Linked DNA regions of Sus scrofa: region 2 is linked to region 1. A link is a contact called in public HiChIP or PLAC-seq data. All regions are on one chromosome and are shown on one strand. The core of a region is the stretch at or near the end of the contact, and the rest is flanking DNA. Distances in the headings are between cores, read along the strand shown. Region 1 overlaps MKRN2 (probable E3 ubiquitin-protein ligase makorin-2). Region 2 overlaps CAND2 (cullin-associated NEDD8-dissociated protein 2).

Region 1 (6,844 bases), core at 1,912-4,411:
CTTTGTTTACTCAACAGAGCAACAAGCCTCCTGCTCTGATCTGGGACACTGAAGAGCCCTAAATATAGAGTTTTGTGCTAAGGTGTGAAGCACCCACTTTGTTTCTTGAAAAGTAATATACAAGTCAAGTTTTTGACCACACACTACTTCAATACTCTAGGGGGATGCACCACACAGGAATCCTTTTAAGGGCTAAAGAATCCTTTGGTATGAAAACTGAATCTGCTGCATGCTGACTGTGTCTAGGGAGCTAAAGCTCAAGGACAGGAGCCAGGTTGGTTTGAAGCAATCAAGTAAAACCCTGGCTGGTTAAGCTGGTACCCCTGAGGAGCTTGAGGTGCAACTAAGTTAGCAACTATCAAAGTAGTGATTCCACATACTTGTTAGGTTATTTTATATCCTTCACTCCTCCCATGGCTGTAACTGTGAATGAGACCAAGGTTAAGTACAACCCCATTCAAATCCAAGAGACACGCCACCTCTGGCTACCGTGAAGGAAGCTCTGCAACCCTGACTTGGGAAGGCTTGGCCGGTGGAGCCCAAGATGTGGGCGGCCATCTACTCTTCAGGGTTCTGACGGCTCCACTCCAGACAGGTGCATGAAGAGGTCCCCGAGCTCTGTCATGTCAACCTCTTCAGTGCTGGGGACATGCCGGCTCTCTCGGTTCTCGATGAAATCCCAGAGCCGAACTGAATTAAAGAACTGCAAAAATAGCAAGCAAACAGGCCTGGTTATTGCCAAAGGCAGCACACCTGCCAACCCCACACCTTCCTGCCAAAGCTGTGAGAACGGGCCAGGAGAGGTCCCCAGACATGGCCACAGGCAGCTGTTCCTGACTCGGATGGCCAGGTCCTTAACTCACCCTCACAGTGCCTTCAGAACTGAGCTGTTTCCGGGGTTTCTCAGGCTCTGCTAGCCGCCCATCAGGGTAAGCATGGCGGTAAAGGCATTTGCTTCCAAATGGGCAGGTCCCTTTGCCTTGCTCAAAGTATTTACAAGCTTTTTTTCTGAAAAGCAGAAAGAAAAGATCAAGAGGATGGGTAAGAGAATCTGGGGTTTAGGTGAACCACTGCTTTTCTCATCCCTGCCAGAGCCAGGTCAGCCTCACATTAGCGGTAGGGAAACAGAGGCTCGGAGCAGCTGGATGCTGATTTCCAAGCTGGAAATTTAATTCCCTCACAGGCAGTTTAACTTGTGTTTTGACCGGCAGTGGTCTGACCACTCCTCTGGGCCAGCTGTCTGGGCTCCAAGGTTCTGAAGCTGAGCTACTTGCCTCAGCTCAAAGTCCCAAAAGGAGCACCACCCAGAAAAGTTTCCCTTCCTCCTGCTCAGCAGTGACACCAAGGTGACAGCCTTGAGTTAGGAGTCTCAGGGGAAAGCAGTGAATTTTAGCAGCTGCCTTCAAGTCACAGGCCTCATCTCATTTTCCTTGGTCCCCACCTTCCAGAGCAGAGCTGCTTAACTACATGCTACAAACCCTCCCTCAGAAGTGTTTTATTTAAGACACACAGGTCTTCTTCCCCTGTCTTAATTCTAGCTACAGACCCCTATGGGAAGAACCCCTGCTCCTGAAGTAACTCAGAACCAAACTGAGAATTCCCATCCTTCTTGCTAAAATGAAATTAGGACCGATGCAATCCTAAATGATCCCAAGACGAAGAGGAAGAGATGTTCAAAGGTGGAAAGTGTCTGGGAGGGGAAGGTGCAGAAATGAAGCCAAACCTCAGCAGACAGGGCCAGCTGCTGCCAGGGGGGCTGGGGTACATCACAGTGGCAGACGACAAGGAAGGGGCTTCCTTGACTCCAGTGCTTTCCGTTTTCTCAGAGCAGGGGATGGCAAAGAGGGTGGGCAGAGTCTCTGAGACAGGCCTCAGCAGCACAAAGAGAAGCTCCCCAACAGCTGTCCCCTCCCACCAGGTCTGTGGTCCAGACACCTTCCAGGGTCCCTGGTCCCCAAAGTTCTGAGCAGATCTTCAAATGACCACTCAAATGGTGAGTTCTCGGAGTTCTCGTCATGGCTCAGTGGTTAACGAATCCGACTAGGAACCATGAGGTTGCGGGTTCAATCTCTGGCCTGGCTCAGTGGGTTAAGGATCTGGCGTTGCCATGAGCTGTGGTGCAGGTTGCAGATGCAGCTTGGATCTGGCATTGCTGTGGCTCCGGCATAGGCCGGCGGCTACAGTTCCAATTCACCCCTAGCCTGGGAACCTCCACATGTCATGGGAGCGGCTCAAGAAATGGCAAAAAAAAAAAACAAAAAACAAAAAAAACCCAAAATGGTGAGTTCTTACCACAGTCTGCAGGACACTGGCTTTACTTAACAAACTCATCAGGATACAAACATTATTCTCTAGCCTCCACCCCCAAATCATTTTCCTCCCAGCCTTATTTGGTCACCAAGGACAAAAGCCTCCAGTTCACTGGGGTTCCCTCTTTGTTCTCAGCTTTCATATCCCGTTGTTACTTCTGTCACAAAGCACCTCCCCAATCGACCATCCTCTGCTGCCCACCTGCCAAGGTCCTGCATGACCTAAGCCACAGACGTGGCAACTCTGGATCCTTCACCCACTGTGCTGGGCTGGGGATCAAACCTGCGTCCCAGCGCTCCCAAAACATTGCTGATCCCACTGCACCACAGCAGGAGCTCCATGTCACCCTGTTCTTAAAGACCACGATTAGGCTGAAGCGCAAGGACGCATCAGACTTAACTCATGTCTGTGTCCCAGTAGGTCCCACATCCTTCCACACACCTTTGCCAGCCCCAGGGACCACTGCCATTGCTCCACAAACAAAATCTGTCATTCCCCTGGCCCCCCATCCCCAGGACACACAGGCTATCATGTTTCAGGGCTCAGGTCCTCCTCCTCCTGCTTTCTCTGACACCCCCAGGGGGATCCCAATGCCTTCTTTGTTACCACCGCTAGATGGGTCTCTCATGAGGAATATGTCACCAAAAAACCTGTATAACTACTTTTTGCAATTTCCCATGAAATTTCTTAATGATTTTTACTCTATATTCCCCACTGGTGCTTAGCTTGAAAGTGCCTGGCCTATTGCCCTGTAAAAGTGTGCAGAATGCATAAAAACACCATCCTCAACAGAAACCAAGGCCAGGAAGACCTAAACAGCAATTACACAAGAACAGCAGAGCTGCCTTCTCCAGGCTGGACCCCTCTGCCTCGCCACTTCTGCCCTCTGGTGGACACAGAGTAACACCACAGGAGAAAAAAATGGTGAAACGAGAAATTATCAAGCCTTTAGTAATCAATATGCAACTTAAAGGAAACCATTTAAAAAGATGACATACAATTATGCTTTTAGTACCCTTCCTACAGATTAACTAGAAATACAGACAGGCAGGCATTGGAGAATGAAGAGAAGCAGGTTTAAATTATTTAGAAGGATGGAATTGGCAAGAGGTTAACTTTTTTAGGGGGAAAAAAAAAAAAAAAAGAGTTCCCGTCCTGGTGCAGTGTAAATGAATCTGACTAAGAACCATGATGTTTCGGGTTCAATCCCTGGGCCCGCTCAGTAGGTTAAGGATCTGGCATTGCTGGCATTGCTGTGAGCAGTGGTGTAGATCACAGACGCGGCTTGGATCTGGTGTGGCTGTGGCTGTGGCATAGGTCGGCGGCTGTGGCTCCGATTAGACCCCTAGCCTGGGAACCTCCATATGCTGCGGGTGTGGCCCTAAAAAGCAAAAAGAAAAACAAAACAAACCCAAAAACGTTTAGCCTAGAGCAGGTGCCTGTTAAATATCTACGCAGGGTAGCTAAAACTCCCGTGGAGAGAGAGCCAAGTTTTTCTGGCTCTAAGAACAAAGAAACAGAGGAAATGAACCAGTGAGGAAGCAGCCCCTGCTCACCCCCCGCCTCCCATAAAAAAAGGGCCTGAGAGGGACCCACCGAAATGCTGTGTATCAACTTCATCCAAATCCCCAACCAGCCCCTGACCCACACACACATCAGTGGAGCAGGCTCATGGCAACTCTGCAAAGGATAAAAAACTGAGATTTGAACTGCTGCCCACAAGTTTGAATCTAAACAATTTATCTATTAAAATAAAACAATGCTTCCTTTATAGATGTACCTAAAAAAATCCAGAATTTCTACTGGGTAACATTTACAGTGTCTAGAACACAACCTCAAATGACTCATCATAATGAAGAATCAGTAAAATGTTACCCATTCTAAAGGGAAAAAGAGTCAACAGAGACCAACTTCAAATGACAAGGATTTCAAAGCAGCTACTATATGTGTGTTCAAGAAGATGAAGAGAGGGGAAAAAGAATGAAAACAAAACAAAACAAACTACATACACACCACAAAACAGAGCCCCAAACTTTGCAGAACAATATAAAAAAGTCCATTACCTGTGATTAAGAGTCCCAGAAGAAAAAAACAGGGTAGAAAAAATATTTGATGAAACAATGGCCAGAATTTCCCTACTTTTGGTATTACATTTGGTAAGAATTTTCCCTTACAAACTCAAAGAAAACCACGCAGTTAAATAGGAAAAATCACTCCCAAGGCAAAACATCAAACTTCTTAAAAACTAAGATAAAGACTCAAAAATGACACTACCGTCTGAACAACCACTGACTTCTTACCATAAACCAGAGAAGTCAGATAACAGTGGAACATTCGCAAAGTGCTGAAAGAAAAGTGGGGGGAGACCCCCAATCATTTCAGAATTCTGTTCATTGAAAATGGAGCCAGAAATTGAAACAAAAACAAAAGACCGATTTAGTCAATAAAAATATCCCTCAAGAATGGGGGAGGGGAGTGATTTCTGATAAAAAGAAAACTAAGAATTCATCATTAGCAAATGAGCAAAATGTTAAAGGCATTCTTGAGGCTGAAGAGAAATTACATCAACTGGAAGGAATTACATAACAGAGGAAAGAGCACTGGTAATATTAAATATGTTGGTAAATATAAACAACTTATTTTCCTTTTAAAAAATACACAAGTTATGGTGAAAATTACATTACCTTGTACGGTTCTAATGTATGTAAATATTACAGCTATACATTCCAGTAAAGGTGCAGGATACAAAATCAATGTATAAAAATCAGTTGGTTTTCCATGTACTAACAATGGATTATTACCATAAAGAGGAATTACGAAAATCTCATTTAAAATTGCATAAAAAAGAATATAGTACCCAGAATACCACAAAGGTGAAAGATCTGTATGTTGAAAACTGTAAGACAGTGGTGAAAGAAATTGAAGTTGACATAAATGGGAAGATACTCCATGCTCAAGGGTTAGAAGAATTAATATTGTTAATTCTTTACCCAAAGCAATCTAGAGACCACTGCAATCTCTATCAAAATTCCAATGGCATTTTTCATAGAAATAGAAAAAACAATCCTAAAATCTGTATAGACCCACAAAAACTTGGAATAGCTAAAGCAATCCCAAGAAGGACGAATGAAGCTGGAGCGCCACACTTCCTGATTTCAAACTGTATTACAAAGCTAAAATGATCAAAACAGGATGGTACTGACACAAAAACAGACATACAGATCAATGGAACACAACAGAAAGCCCATCAACAAACCCGTACATACATGGTCAATTTACAACAAAGGAGCCAAGAACATGCAATGGAGAAAGGACAATCTCTTTAAAAAATGGTGTTGGGAAAACTGGACAGCCACATGCAGAAGAATGAAGCTGAATCACTATCTGTTCCACACACAAAAATTGACTTGAAATGGGGAGTTTGCATCATGACTCAGCAATAACAAACTGGACTAATATCCATGGGGACGCCAGTTCAGTCCCTGGCCTAGCTCACTGGATTAAGGGATTGACATGAGCTGTGGTGTAAGTCACAGATGCAGCTCAGATCCAACATTGCTGTGGCTGTGGCATAGGCTGGCAGCTACAGCTCTGCTTCGACCCCTAGCCTGGGAACTTCCACATGCTGTGGGTGCGGCCCTAAAAAAAGACACACACACACACACACACACAAAATTCATTCAAAATGGTTTAAAGCCTTGAATGCAATACATGAAAGCACTGGCAACAAACTTCCTGACATCTGTCTTGAATATGATTTTTTGGATTTGACACCAATAGCAAAGGCAACAAAAGCGAAAATAAGCAAGAGGGGCCACATGAAACTGAAAATCTGTAGAGCAAAAGAAGCCATCACAAAAAGGAAAGACAATCTACTGAATGGGCGAAAATACATGCAAATCACATATCTGACAAGGGGTTAATATCCAAAATACATAAAGAACTCATGCAACTCAATAGCAAAAAACCACAATTAAAAAAAGGGCAAAGGAATTTAAAAGACTTTTTTTTTTTTTTCAAAGACACACAAATGGCCACCAGGTACATGAAAAGATGTTCAATATCACTAAACATCCAGGAAGTGCAAATCAATGAGATACCACCTCATACCTGTTAATAAAGACATCTGTACCCCTGCATGTTCACTGCAGCATTTGTAACAGCCAAGATAAAGAAACAAGCTAAGCTGTTTAACAGAGGAATAGATAAAGATTAATGGAATATTAATTCAGCCAGGGAGAAGGAAGAAAATCCTAGCAAAATCCTACCACTGTGACAACACGGATGAACCTTCAGGGCATTACACCAAGTGAAATAAGTCAGAGAAAGATAAAACACACATGGCATCACTTATATGTGGAATCTTTTTTAAAAAGGTCAGGAGTTCCCTGGTGGCCTACCAGTTAAGGATCTTGTGTTGGCACTGCTGTGGCTCAGGTTTGATCCCTGGCCCGGGAATTTCTGTATGCTGTGGACACAGCCTCAGAAAAGAAAGTCAAACTCATAGACACAGAGTAGAAAAGTGCTGCTGGGG
Region 2 (6,844 bases), core at 1,885-4,384, 200 kb before region 1:
AAAAAAGAAAAATCAGCCCAAGAACAGGGTAGAGGAGACCGGAGGTGGCAGAGGGGAGGTGTGCTCACCGATGAAGCTCTTCAGGAGGGGGTCAATTGGGTGGGGCTGGTCCGAGATGAGGAACTTCACTGCTGTGATGACAGTGCTGCGAGTGTGAGGCTGACCTGTGGACAAGAGGCCTTGTGGGTCCCGGATTCCCACAGGGACACCCAAACGCTGGAGGGGCCAAGGCTGCCCTCGCCTCTGTGCGACAGAGAACCACACCACTCTCAACTCGAAACCCACCACCCGTTTTTGGGGAAGTCAATGTCGCCACTTCCCTTGCAGCCCAGAACCTCCCCTGAATTTTTCCTGCTGCAGCTGAGACGTAGCACCATCAGTTCTCAGATAACCACACAGAGCACGTGAACAGGATTGAGAACCCAAGCAGGGCTCAACCCAAGAAAGACCTCTGCTCAGGCCTTGGGGCTCTGTCCTATTTTTCAAACACATTACCTCAATTCACCCTCAGGGTTAATTAATCCTAGTCACTGGGTGATAATAATAATATTAGTTAAAATAATTAATAAAAATTATTATTAATCTCCCTTTTACAGATGAGGAAAAAGAGGCCCAGAAAGGTTAAATTCACGGAAGATCACACAGCAGGTCCAGAATTCACTGGCTGCTTATGTGCCCTCTCTGGGCCCCCTCAGGCCTGCATTCGCCAAGCAGGGGGCAGCTGTGCCTCAACTCAATGTGCTTTTCTGCCTGATTTCTGAGTAGAGAAGCTGCATCAAGGGAGGGGAAGACATTGCCCATTAGGGTAAAGGAGATAAATCAGCAGCTGCTCACCACCCTGGCCTCCCCACCCCAGCACACAGCACTGAAGGGGTTAAGTCTGGTTCCACTCACAGACTGTAGTTCAAGACTCAGGAAAAAGTTTACTTTTTTGGTCTTTTGTCCTTTTAGGGCCACACCCGTGGCACATGGAGGTTCCCAGGCTAGAAGTCTAATCGGAGCTGTTGCTGCTGGTCTATACCATAGCTACAACAACACCAGATCCGAGCCGCGTCTGTGACCTACACCAGAGCTCACGGCAACGCCGGATCCTTAACCCACTGAGCGAGGCCAGGGATCGAACCCACAACGTCATGGTTCCTAGTCGGATTCATTTCCACTGCACCGCTACGGGAACTCCCGAAGTTTACAACTTGATGCCGGAGCATGAGTGAGTGAGTTATTGACTTCAGCCGTGTGGTTTTTCCCTCTTTCTCTTTCCACCTTGTCTGGCTCAGGGTGGATGATGAAGATAATACAGGGAGAATAGGATTAAGTGAATAAGAAAAATGAGGCCAAGGACAAATACAGGCCAGGAAATGAGATGAGACTAGAGTGAGGGGTGTACAGGGAGAGGCAACTAGGAAGCCCCAGGAACTTGCTAGAAGCAGGCTGCTGACTGGGCTCTAAGCGTCCCAGCAACTGGCAGTCACAAGGAAATATGACTGGTTAGCTGGTTCAGCAGTGGGCAAGGGGCCTAAACAAATCAGAGCTGGGCAGCCCCTCATCCTGAACTCGCCTCCCAGGGTTCACGTGAGGAGCCCTGAGCGGTGTAACAGGTGACATCCTCAGCCTGGCTGTCCTGTCCACACACTGCTGAGGGCATACCAGCAACCCAGTGAGGGCTTAGCCCAACCACTGACACAGCAACAACAGCAGTTACTAACCAGTACTAATTAGCTACCACCCCCTACCCAAGCACTTTGCCTGCATTTTGTCAAAGACACACCTCTGACCTCAGGGATTCCAGCCCACCAGCTTGAGGCTTTTCATTCTCAGAGTCCATGGCCTCTTCCTCCTCCCTAAGCTTTGGAACATCCTGACTCCACAACATAAAACCTGCCCCTGCAACCATGTCTGCCCAGGCCTGGTATCCACTCCCAGTCTACATTTACATTTGCTCTGGGTGCAAGACAGCCAAGAGAGAGCTGCAGGCTGCAGGCTGCAGGCAGCCAATTCTGGCCTCTCAGAGAACCGCTGTTACTAAGCTTCCCCTGGAGCGTGAGGCTGCTGTCCGCACCAAGGATTATAGAAGTGGCATCATGAAAAGTTTTCCTGTTGGAGGGACAAACCAAGGATTCTGTCCCCTCTATCACAGAGGGTCCCACAGGAAGAAGCCTTTGTCTCAGGAAACGCTGTTTTTAACAGCTCTTCTGCCTTTAATCTTATTGACACCGTGCGTGATTCTTAGCCCCATCACCTGAACAAGCTCACCTGGTATGAGCCACGTGGGCACACCACCTACCTCCAGCCTGGACTGCCTCTGCCCATCCCATGCCCCTACCTGCAGCAAGTTGCTTCCGGAACCGGGGCAGAAGGAACGGAGGGTTCACAAGGACGAGCTTTCCGATGCACTCGGCTACCACCCCCCGGGTGCCCTCTTCAGCACCCTCGCAGCGCTGGAACAGCAAGGCCCAGATGTCCTCAGCGTAGGGCTTCAGGCTGTCAGGTGGGGCAGCGCCCAGGGCCTCCCGGAGCGAGTGCAGCAGCAGGTACTGCCGCCGGGGCTCAGCCTCGATCTGCCCCAGCAGAAAGGGAAGGAAGTCGGGCAGGTTCCCTGCACCCACGCGGCCCAGCGCATAGGAGGCGGCTGCCCTCACGTCCTCGCTGGGCGAGCCCAAGGCTTCTAGCAGCACTGCCTTCAGCTCCCGCTGGGGTCCCGGCCCAGCCACCTGGCCCACCTCAGCCAGCGACAGGAACGCCAGGACCTTGACCCCCGTGCTGGAGCTGGGTGACCTGGCATCACAGACCAGGCGCTTGGCTGTGCCTGCTGCCTCCTGGGGACAGGCTGCTGCAAGGGCTGCCACACACCGTGCCAGCGAGTGGAACACCTGCTTGTGCAGGCCAGGCCCGCTGTCCACGGGTTGGTTGTAAACAGGTGCAGTGAGCAGGCTGATGAGTTCTGCGTAGTTCACGCACGGTGGCCGCGTCCCTACCAGAGCCTGCAGGAAGCCTTCGGCGGCTGCCAGCACACCAGCCGGCAGCAGGGGTGAGCGTAGCAACCGCAGCAACTCAGAGAGCACAGGACCACTGACCTCGGCCAATGAGGCTGGCTGGGCATGGGTCACAGTGGCGAGGAAGTCCACAGCCAGCTGGGCCACATGCATGTCGCTCTCACTGACCAGGGCAGGCAGCTCAGCCAACACGGTCCGCACAGCGGGGGGTGGGAGGCTGAGGCCCTGGCTCCGGGCCAGGGCATCCAGGGCTGCCAGGGTGGCCAGCCGCAGCGCCCGCTGGTTCTTGCGCAGGAACGAGGCCAGGATGGGCAACGCCTCAGCCAGGATGAGCTGCAGGTCAATCCGCAGCGGGGACACAGCCACCAGCGTCAGCGCCTTGACGGCGGAAAGCCGGGTGATCTCATTCCGCAGACGGTCCAGGAGGAGCAACAGTGACGGCTCCAGGTCATCCCCAAGCCGGTCACCCAGGTGGCCCACAAGGTGGCCCATGCAGGAGATGGCCCGCTCCTTCACCTCCTGGTCCAGGTCGGTAGCACGAAGCCGGGCCAAGGTGGCTGCAGACATCTCTCCAATGTAGGGCTCCGGGTCCAGCGTCCGAGGCCTGTCCAATGGCCACAGGGCCTTCACCAGCTCCTGGAGTACTAGCAGGGCCTCAGCTGCGATCTTGTAGAAAGGGTCAGCCACGCAGGCCATCACAGGTGGCAGGAGAGTGGGCAGGTGGGTGTGGAAAGCCTCAGCCGGCTCCGTGCCCAGCAGCCCCTGCAGGAAGGCCAGGGCATCCATCCGGATGGTGGAGGAGCTGGAGCGGTCCGCCAGTGAGAAGACGATGCCTGTGGGGTGGGTGTAGAGGTGACGGGGCCATAGATCCTGACCCAGCTCAGCCCTCCCTGGATGCAGGCGTGGAATACCCACAGGCACCTGAGCTGGACCCAGGCACTGGGGCTCTTATGCAGCAGATGCTGAGAGGTCAGGGCTGAGAACACAGGCCAGGAAAGCCACTTGAAACCAGGAAGTAGGGCCTGCACCCCAGACCTGTTCTCACTGTTGGCAGTAGGAGTCACTGTAGGTTGCTGAACAGGGGTACCCTCGGGGACTAGGGATTTTGGAAGAGGCCCAGAAGAGCTGACACTGGTTCCGGTCCATCCTACCTGCTACCAGCACGGGCATGTGTTCTGCCAGGCTGCCCGGGAGGACACCCGCCAGCTCGGTGAGGAGGCTGAAGCACCCCTGGCGGGCCCTGATACTCCGATCTTTAAGCTGCCGCTGAAGGGCCTTGATCACAAGAGGCACCTGTGGATAGGTAGGGGGAGGTCACTGACCACCCAGGAACCTACTGGGGGCTTTACTCAGACACAGGCCCGTGGGGAAAAGCACTCCATCCCACCTTTCTGTACCAGGCACCACACTCACCCTCTGAGGCTGGTACTATTCCTGTGCCTGCCGTACAGAAACAGGCACAGGGTTCAAGGAACTTGCTCAAAGTCGCCAGGCAGTGTGGTTCTCATTCCCACACTCAGGAAGGCCCCCTTCCCTTCCCCAGCTAGATTCTCTCCCGGGATGAGCTCATCCATTCCCCAAATTCTGGATTCCAGTGCAGCAATGGCTTCCAGATCTACATCTCTGACATTAGACTTCTTGTGCTAACTGCCCACCCAACATCTTGACTCAGGCATCCAACAGGGACCTCAGAGGTACACGTCCAGAACTCTAGACACACCCCCTCCATCATCTCGGGGGATGGCACTTCAAGCTTTAGACAGAGCCCAGAAGCCACACGGTACCTCCCTGCCTCTCATTCCTCCTGCATCTGCAAACCCCAAACTACCTCTCAAGTCTGAAAGTTCCTCTCCACCCACTTTGACCAAGCTCTTTTATCTGAACAGCTGCGGCTGCCTTCTGTGGGTCCCAGCCCATTACAATCCATTCCCCACACAGCAGCCAGAGTGAACTTTTCCAAATGTAAGTAGGACCTCACAGTTCCCCTTCTGCGGCTTCCATGCTCTGAGAGTGAACCTGAACCTCCTTCCTATGGCCTGGAACCCTGCCTGCCCTACTGCCTGTCTGCCCTGAGACAGTGTTGTCCCGGATGGGGACTTCACTTGCTGTGTCCTGGCACTTAGTACACACTGCGGGGCCCACAGCAGGTGCTCCATAGGTACACTTCAGTGGATGGATGGGGGGCGGGTGGGACGCTGGGAAGATGAAGGAGGGAGGGGCTGGGAGCGGGAGGGAGCAGGAAGGAGGGGCAGGCAGGCACACCTGTCCTCGAAGTATGTGGAGGTTGCTGCCGGTCTGGGTGGGCTCCTCCACGCCCTCCAGCCAGCCCTTTGGGGGCCGCGTCTGCCGCAGCAGCACGATGTAAGCCCCGAACACGTCGGCCTTAACATTCTCCTCGCGTTCCTTGAAGCGGCGGATAAGCACAGGCGCCAGGGTGCAGTGGAAGTCATGCAGCAGGTCCGGCCGCGAGCCGATCAAGGCCGCCAGGCACTTGGCCGCCGCCCGGCGCACCTTCCAGCTCATGTCGTCGTCATCGCTGTACTCATCCTCACTCTCTGGGGCGGGAACCAGACACCCGTGGAGCCCTGCACACTGAGCAGGAGAGCCGCTGGCCCACCCCGGCGGGACCCCAGGAGGAGGAGTGAGAAGGGGGCGGGGCCACAGCATCGCATGGTCACTATCTGTAACTGTTAGGAACTTAACCTACCATTTAATGGACACCTGCTGTGTGCTAGGGATGGCACCAGGCCAACCTCACTTTAGCCTCACAATGATATTGTGAAAGGAGGCAACAGGAAGTAGCTCACCCCAGGACACAGGAGATGGAGTGGAACTATGGTCTTCCCTCTGCCTCCAGACCCTTTGTTTTGACTACACCAGGGAGAAAACTGACAGCTAAATCCTTCAATGGACCTAGTTAATCCATTTGGGGCATAAGGCCCATCCTTTGGTTTCAGGACAGGCTGTGTGATGCTTCATTTACTGGGATCCGGATAGAAGAGGTCTAGGCCCCCTCCACCTCCCCACTCAAGGATCCTGATTTTGGCTTCCAAGTGGGACTACTAACAAGGAAAAGGTGGGTCTGTGTGGCTTTCTACTTTCCAAGGTCCCCAGAGAGGCCAGAGGTCAAGTCTTCATCTCGCCCCAGGAATGAATGTGTCTTGAGCCCCCTTTTATAGATGAGAAGAATAAGGCTCAGAGAGGGTGAAAGACGCTCCTGAGGACACAAAACTAGAAATAGCAGAGCTGAGTCAGACCTACAAGGCCCACTCACCCACCTGAGGAGACACACAGGAGGCTTGGGGGGAGAGGGAGTGTCCCACCAGGCACAGGCTCAGGCTAACATGTTCCTACCCACTTTGCCCTGTAGACGACTCAAGACTCTTCGAGCACTGACTGCATCTGGACCAGCCATGGTGGGCCATGTAGATGGGCCCCCAGATGTGTCTTGTCAGTTTAGCAGATATCTCCTTTGATAGATCTTTGTTTGTTTGTTTGTTTGTTTTTGGGGGTCTTTTTAGGGCAGCACATGTGACCACAGTCACAGAAGGAAAGAAGCCATCAAGTCTATCCCCCATGCACGTCTCTCCCCTGTCAGTGCCAGTCACTCCACCATTAGAGCTTCACTCTGCTGGCTTAAAGCACTGGCTCTTGGAAGCCATAACAAAATGGGTACAAAGATGGCAGCATAGAGGTGGAGGGGTCTGGCAGACATGGCTCCCAGTTCCAGCTATGCCTCTTCCTAGCTGTGTTATCTTGGGCAAATCTCTTAAGTCTCAGTGTCCTTGTCTGAAATATGGGGATGATACCAAGCACCTGGTTTCCTAGGGTCACTGGAAGGAACATGAAAT

The links. HiChIP or PLAC-seq counts read pairs in DNA pulled down with a chosen protein or histone mark.
Region 2: a contact with region 1 is called in an H3K27ac HiChIP or PLAC-seq map of skeletal muscle, with 3 times the contacts expected there. The contact joins two enhancer-like sites. A contact is called at or near these places in 1 of 47 Hi-C or Micro-C datasets (embryonic fibroblasts) and 1 of 2 datasets of contacts at active chromatin or transcription factors (skeletal muscle).

Annotation. Positions count from the first base shown.
Region 1 is chr13:68,573,653-68,580,496 of Sscrofa11.1, reverse strand. MKRN2 (probable E3 ubiquitin-protein ligase makorin-2) reads right to left here. Exons shown (of 8, transcript XM_021069355.1): 7 at 864-1,008; 8 at 1-703. The coding sequence ends at 566. Among named protein-coding and RNA genes, the nearest start is that of MKRN2, 31 kb to the right of the region's middle. Within about 2 kb of position 3,161, at least 4 of the 83 cell types and tissues checked have an H3K27ac peak or open chromatin away from gene starts, as enhancers often do. A contact at or near this core is called in skeletal muscle, where this site is marked.
Region 2 is chr13:68,772,316-68,779,159 of Sscrofa11.1, reverse strand. It overlaps CAND2 (cullin-associated NEDD8-dissociated protein 2), which reads right to left. Exons shown (of 15, transcript XM_021069357.1): 8 at 5,256-5,548; 9 at 4,145-4,286; 10 at 2,324-3,826; 11 at 69-164. Among named protein-coding and RNA genes, the nearest start is that of CAND2, 17 kb to the right of the region's middle. Within about 2 kb of position 3,134, at least 2 of the 83 cell types and tissues checked have an H3K27ac peak or open chromatin away from gene starts, as enhancers often do. A contact at or near this core is called in skeletal muscle, where this site is marked.